Regions from separate parts of the Mus musculus genome. Here region 1 is linked to region 2. A link is a contact called in public HiChIP or PLAC-seq data. All regions are on one chromosome and are shown on one strand. Each heading gives the region's core, a stretch centred on a gene start, on an enhancer-like site or on the middle of the called end of the contact. The rest is flanking DNA. Distances are from core to core; before and after follow the strand shown.

Region 1 (2,700 bases), core at 59-2,558, 340 kb before region 2:
GCTTTTCTGGGAACCAGTGATGTTTGTAATGTTCTGTGGAAGAAAAGAACAGAGAAACAATGCTCAGGACGGTAGTCAACGCAGCCGTACCGTAGCGTACTTTCCTCCTCCTGCTGCTAGCTTCTTAGCGAAGCGAAAATGAAAACCACCAACTTTCACAAATGTCCGGGACCGAATTCGCTGTCGTGAGACAGAATAGAGAAAGCAAAGACACTGTGGCAAACACTGTCCGGGTACTGACCGGTTGAGCCGCCAAAACAGGAATCCCGCGCGCAGCCCTGGATGGCCAACTAGCTGGATGGCACAGGCAAGCGGGCGGGAACCTGTTTACTTTCTCCACCCCAACGGGGTCCCATACAATAGACTTTATGGAACTGGTGGGGGGTGGGGGCAAGACAACGCCACTATGGCCAGTTAACCCCAAAGGGAAGAAAACCCAAGAAACCTTAAACCAAGATCTGGGTTGGGTTGTAATTGTACCGGTGACAAATCCGATGATTAATGGGCAAGAGGCACAGGAGGTGCGGAGACCTGGCACGTCCGTCCCGGGCCGGCTCCGAAACACAGAGGCGACAAGCCACCCAGGGGCTCAGCCGCAGACTCTCGCAACGGTCGCGGCGACCCGGCAGAGGAGACCGACGGGACTCCGGGCCCTGGGTCTTTTGTCCCCCGCGACCGGCCGGTAGCCGTCGGGGCGCAGCTCCGCGTCGCCCCGCTTCGGATCCTTTGTTGTGCGTGTCGCGGCGCCCCGCCGCCCAGCTCCCCCCCCCTCCCCCAGCCACGACCGGGACGCGCCCGTTAGTGGCGACCCGCGACGGTCCCCGCGCCCCGCTCACCTGCCAGCAGCTCCTGCAGGCTCTGGCTGAAAGTCTGCAGCTGTCGCTCGCTCGTGAGCCCCTTGGTGCGGAGGAACTTGGAGATGAAGGACACCGCGGCGGCGATCTCGCCTATCATGGTGGCGGCCCGGGTGTAGAAGGGATGCATGGGGGCGGCGGCCGGGGGTGGCCCGGGGCGGCCGGGGCTCGGCCCCGACGGCGAAGCGGCCACCCCGGGCTCTCGCCCAGACCCGACGGCCGAGAGGAAGCGAGGGCGCGAGGCGCGGACGGCTACTGGTTCTAGGGGATTTTTTTTCTTTCCTTTAGAGTAAAAAAGTTATTTTCAAGCCAGGAGGCGGCAGGAGAGACAGAGAGAGACGAGCGATGGCGGCCTGGTCACATCGCTCGGACCTCCCCAGCCGCCTCCGCCTCCAGCTCGGTAGCCTCCGAGGATCCCGAGAGTTGCATTTCCAGCTCCGAGGGGCGAAGAGCTGCCGCCGCCGTGCAGCTCATTTTATAGGGCTGCGGAAAGGAAGTGGCGTACCCGGGGCGTGAGGGCGGACGCCAGCCAATCCGGAGATCGCACCATTGTGACGCAGGCAGATTCGGGGCTGGAGGGGGCGGGAGAAAGGCCGCCAGGGGGCGTGCCCAGAGGCCGGGATGAGAGGGAGGAGCTGACGTAATCTGCTTGTAAACAAATAAACCCCCCGAGTGGCAGCCTGAGACTCCGGAGCGGTGGAGGGCGGAGAAAGAAGCCAAGGAGGCGCGTGTGAAAGCTCCGCCCCCGAGCTAGCTCCGCCCCCGGTTCGGGCCAGCGGGGACCCTCCAGTCCCCGAGCGGGCTCCGGGTTCCTCACTTACTGCGGTGTGGCTGGAACCTCAGGACTGAGGTTCGGTCTCCGCAGCCCCAGTCCTTTGCGTACCCCATGTTTACATCTGAGCCCAGTTCCAGCCGGCTTGGCTGGCAGCCCTGGCGGGAGGAGCGTGCGGTGGCGGAGACTAAGGCTCCGCTAGGGAATGGAAGGAAGGACTCGCTCCCTGGAGCTATCCTGCGGCTTAATCCAAGCCATTGCCCCTAGGGTTTGCAGAACCCCGGGGGGCTGGGGGGGGGGAGAAGATGAGCCTTGAAACTCATAAAAATCTGCATATGTATTTTAGAAAGGCACAACAAATTCGTTTTTCTAGTTCAAGTGATGTCAGAACTTTAGAGTTGTGCTGCTGTTGACACATAAGATAAAACTTTAAGCTTGTCGAGAGTGTTAAGCATAGACACCCATATTTACTGGCAAAGACGGTTGTAAACAGCCTAGAAAAAAAGGAAAGCATGAGCCTGCTAAAACTATTAGACCCAAAATAGGGTTAACCCAACTCTCTTAAAGTAGGAGAAGGGAGAGAAAACAATGAAGTCCAGGCAGGAAGAAGAAAGCAAACAAGAGGCAGAAGTTGAACTCTACCAGATGGAAATAAATATTTAGAGTTTAGTTGGTCATCAGATGCAATACACACCACTTTAAAATATATATATGTGTGTGTGTGTGTGTGTGTGTGTGTGTGTGTGTGTGTGTGTATGGAGCTAGAGGAGAAACAAGAGGATAATTGGTTCTGAAATTAATTTGAAAAGGTGACCTATACATCATTTATCATTAATATACAATACTTAAGTACCCACATATTATCTAAAGATAATGTTAGAAAGCACTTCAGAAAGTATCAAGTTTTTTTTTATAATAAACTGAATCAAAAAATAACATCTTTGTGCATGTGTGTGTGTGCGTGTGCGTGTGCGTGTGCGTGTGCGTGTGTGTGTGTGTGTGTGTGTGAATTGTCAGATAGGACTTTCTGAAAACAGACGCAGGGTTTTGACTGGAGGCTCATCTTACCATCCC
Region 2 (2,700 bases), core at 159-2,658:
AATCTCAATCGTATATACATGATTTATAAGGATAGTACTTTCCACAGGGTTTAGTGTTATCCTTTATCATTCAAGGTCTAGATTTTACAATAGTAGGGAGCAATAAAACAAATTAGTGTAGGCTCCTGAGAGAGAAAAGTCACCAATGGACTTTAGTAGCAGACCCTGCAGGCCCAATACCAACCTTCCAGGCAAAATGTCTACTGGTACAAGAGTGGATTGGCTATTATGGGGGTAACCGTCCCTTTCTGATTGGATTTGCTCCACAGCAAGGGACATATGCCTAGTATTGTAAACCTGGCTAAACTCCATAGCTCTGAGGGGGTTGGTTCATAAACCTTAGGGAAATTGAGTACTGTTTCTAAATGGCCCTGTCAAACTGCCTTCTAACTATTTATGTTTGTACCCACAAATCTGCGTGCTTCTTTCAGCCTTGGTCAGAGAAACCTCTATCAGCACTGGGCCGCCATCAATACAGATTCATAACTGGTCAAAATGCTGAGACTAAATAACCGGTGCATTCTCAGCCTTAAATGGGACCATTGTCTGAGTCACCTCCCTCTCAGGGAACATTGAGAAAGAGTTGGGGATGGGAAGAATGCACAGGCTGAGGGATGATGGGGAAAACAAGTGTGAAATGCAATATTCTGGATATGACATGGCCATTGCATTCCCGAATTCCAAAGCAGCTATGATTATCGGCAAAACCTATACAAGTTCAAGCTGCTCAGCATTCTAGTATGGGTAGGTGAGGGGCTCATGAGACCATGACCCTGGCTGAGGAGTTATTAGCAGCTGATAGCTGTTTGAGAGGGGAGAATCATTTTTAAAGGGGTGTGGCTGCTGGTAGACTTCCCATACTCTGGCAGATACACTACACCCGCATGCATTCTAATTAGAGATATAGAAAAGAGCTTTATGAAATCAAGACCTACCTTGGAAACCATAAGAAAGAATGCAGGAGAGTTTCCTTGAGGAAAATGCATTTTCTTTCTTAACTTTTTGCCAGTAGAATTATTTCCAGAAGTAGAGTTACATCTAAGACTCAATTACTTGCATTTTAGCTCAGACCCCATCTTCTCTCCTGACCTGGTTGAATCGAGAGTAGACAGCTGGCTCCTTCTTAATTCCCTCAGTCTTAATGCCTGAGACAGCAGAACAGTAAGGGTGTTGGAACAAGGTGATGTTCCTGATCAAGGGCTCTGACCACAGCATTCCAAATGCTCAGCAGAGACTGGGAACAATCCACAGGAACAGGGATGTTGAAAAACAAAAAGGATGCAGGGGGCGGAGGAAGAGGAGAAGGAGCAGGAAGATGATGACATAAACACAGGCCTACAAAGAAGGAGGCAAGCAGAAATCACAGCAGACATAATTTGACTAAGCTGTTTCCGGTGGGTTCCAATTCCTTGTTCTGGCTGTTCCTGTTGCGTTAGATGTATTTCATCACAATCGCACTTCATTTCTGTCAATGTACACTGCAAATAACTGAGCTTAGTTGGAAACAGATCACACTCGGAGGCTGAAATATCCAAGGTTTTATTTTCTTGGATTAAAGACTTTCCAAGGGAGCAGTCCAGGGTAAGAGTCACTCATTCAGGGCCACCCAGGATGACTTCCACTTAGATCGTATGTGACCTCTGTTGGCAAAGCCATTTCAACTGGCAAAGAGACTCCTTACATACAAGTACTTCAAGCATCAGGGGAAAAGAGCAACTAGAAGCTTCAACCCTCTTGTTTTCTACTTCCATTATCTCTGTTTACCTCTCTGAGTAGCTGGGTACGCATATGGCTCTACCAACCTGCAAAGGAGTCTTCGACATGCAATCTTCCAGCCCCATCATGTTCAGTGTTCTGTTACTGAGGAAGATAGGAAGAATGGTCACTGGAATGTAGCAGACTCTATATGTGCTAGTGTTGATTTCAAAATGGGCTGAATTGAGAACTGTATCTTAATAAAGCATATTTCTAACCATGATGCTGAAGACATTTGCAGAAGCAGCTAATTGAAGGTGGGGGGAAATGTCCAAAAGATTTGGGGCATGTTCTTGGGGAGTAACTTCTGTCCTAGGAACCCCCTCTGTCCCCTTTTCCTCTATTTCCTGGATACCACAAGGTTGACAACTTTCTGTTCCATATCCTTTTGTGGTGATGTTCCCATCTGGGCCTCATGATGCCCCAGAAACAAAGGAACCAACTATCTAGTCTAAAACCTCTGAACCTGTGAGTGGAAGTAAACCTATCTTCTTTGTAACATGTTTCTCTTGGGTGTTCTATCACAGTGACAACAAAAACAAAACAACAAAGCTAGTATGCTTTTTTTTTTCCAGCTATGGACACAGACCTATATGCACATGGTACAGAATCCATGCACTGACTTTGTATAACTCAAAGCCCAGAGTATGTGGAACCAAAAGATTGGTAATTAGTTCCATCAGACCAGATAAGTGGTGTTAGTACAAAGAGTAAGGAAACTGAAAAAAAAAAAAAAAAGGAACTTTCTGCTTGTGTAGTGCGTGGGTGAAAGGAGAGAAAAATCAGCAGTCAGAATTCCCCAACCACAATCCAATTCTGCAAGGTGGAAATGGCACATCCATGTCACATCAGGGTTATGGCAAAGGGAGGTTTATGGATGATGCCTTTGGCAACCCAAGGTTCCAGGCATCATGATAGATTGGCTTGTTCATCATCCTGTCCAAT

Evidence for each region. HiChIP or PLAC-seq counts read pairs in DNA pulled down with a chosen protein or histone mark.
Region 1: an H3K4me3 HiChIP or PLAC-seq map of bone marrow-derived macrophages shows a contact between it and region 2, with 7 times the contacts expected there. The contact joins the promoter of Btg1 here to the enhancer-like site in region 2. A contact is called at or near these places in 11 of 39 promoter capture datasets (the 3T3-L1 cell line, 3T3-L1-derived adipocytes, the C10 cell line and 7 more), 7 of 484 Hi-C or Micro-C datasets (CD8 T cells, bone marrow-derived dendritic cells, bone marrow-derived macrophages and 4 more), 27 of 115 datasets of contacts at active chromatin or transcription factors (the 230-238 cell line, CD8 T cells, the NIH/3T3 cell line and 19 more) and 3 of 9 other capture datasets (embryonic stem cells, liver and macrophages).

The regions. Positions count from the first base shown.
Region 1 is chr10:96,615,609-96,618,308 of GRCm38.p6, reverse strand. Btg1 (BTG anti-proliferation factor 1) reads right to left here and starts at 1,308. Exons shown (of 2, transcript NM_007569.2): 1 at 837-1,308; 2 at 1-33. The coding sequence starts at 984.
Region 2 is chr10:96,279,114-96,281,813 of GRCm38.p6, reverse strand. No RefSeq gene overlaps it. Among named protein-coding and RNA genes, the nearest start is that of Gm40747, 22 kb to the right of the region's middle. Within about 2 kb of position 1,408, at least 13 of the 459 cell types and tissues checked have an H3K27ac peak or open chromatin away from gene starts, as enhancers often do. A contact at or near this core is called in bone marrow-derived dendritic cells, bone marrow-derived macrophages and macrophages, where this site is marked.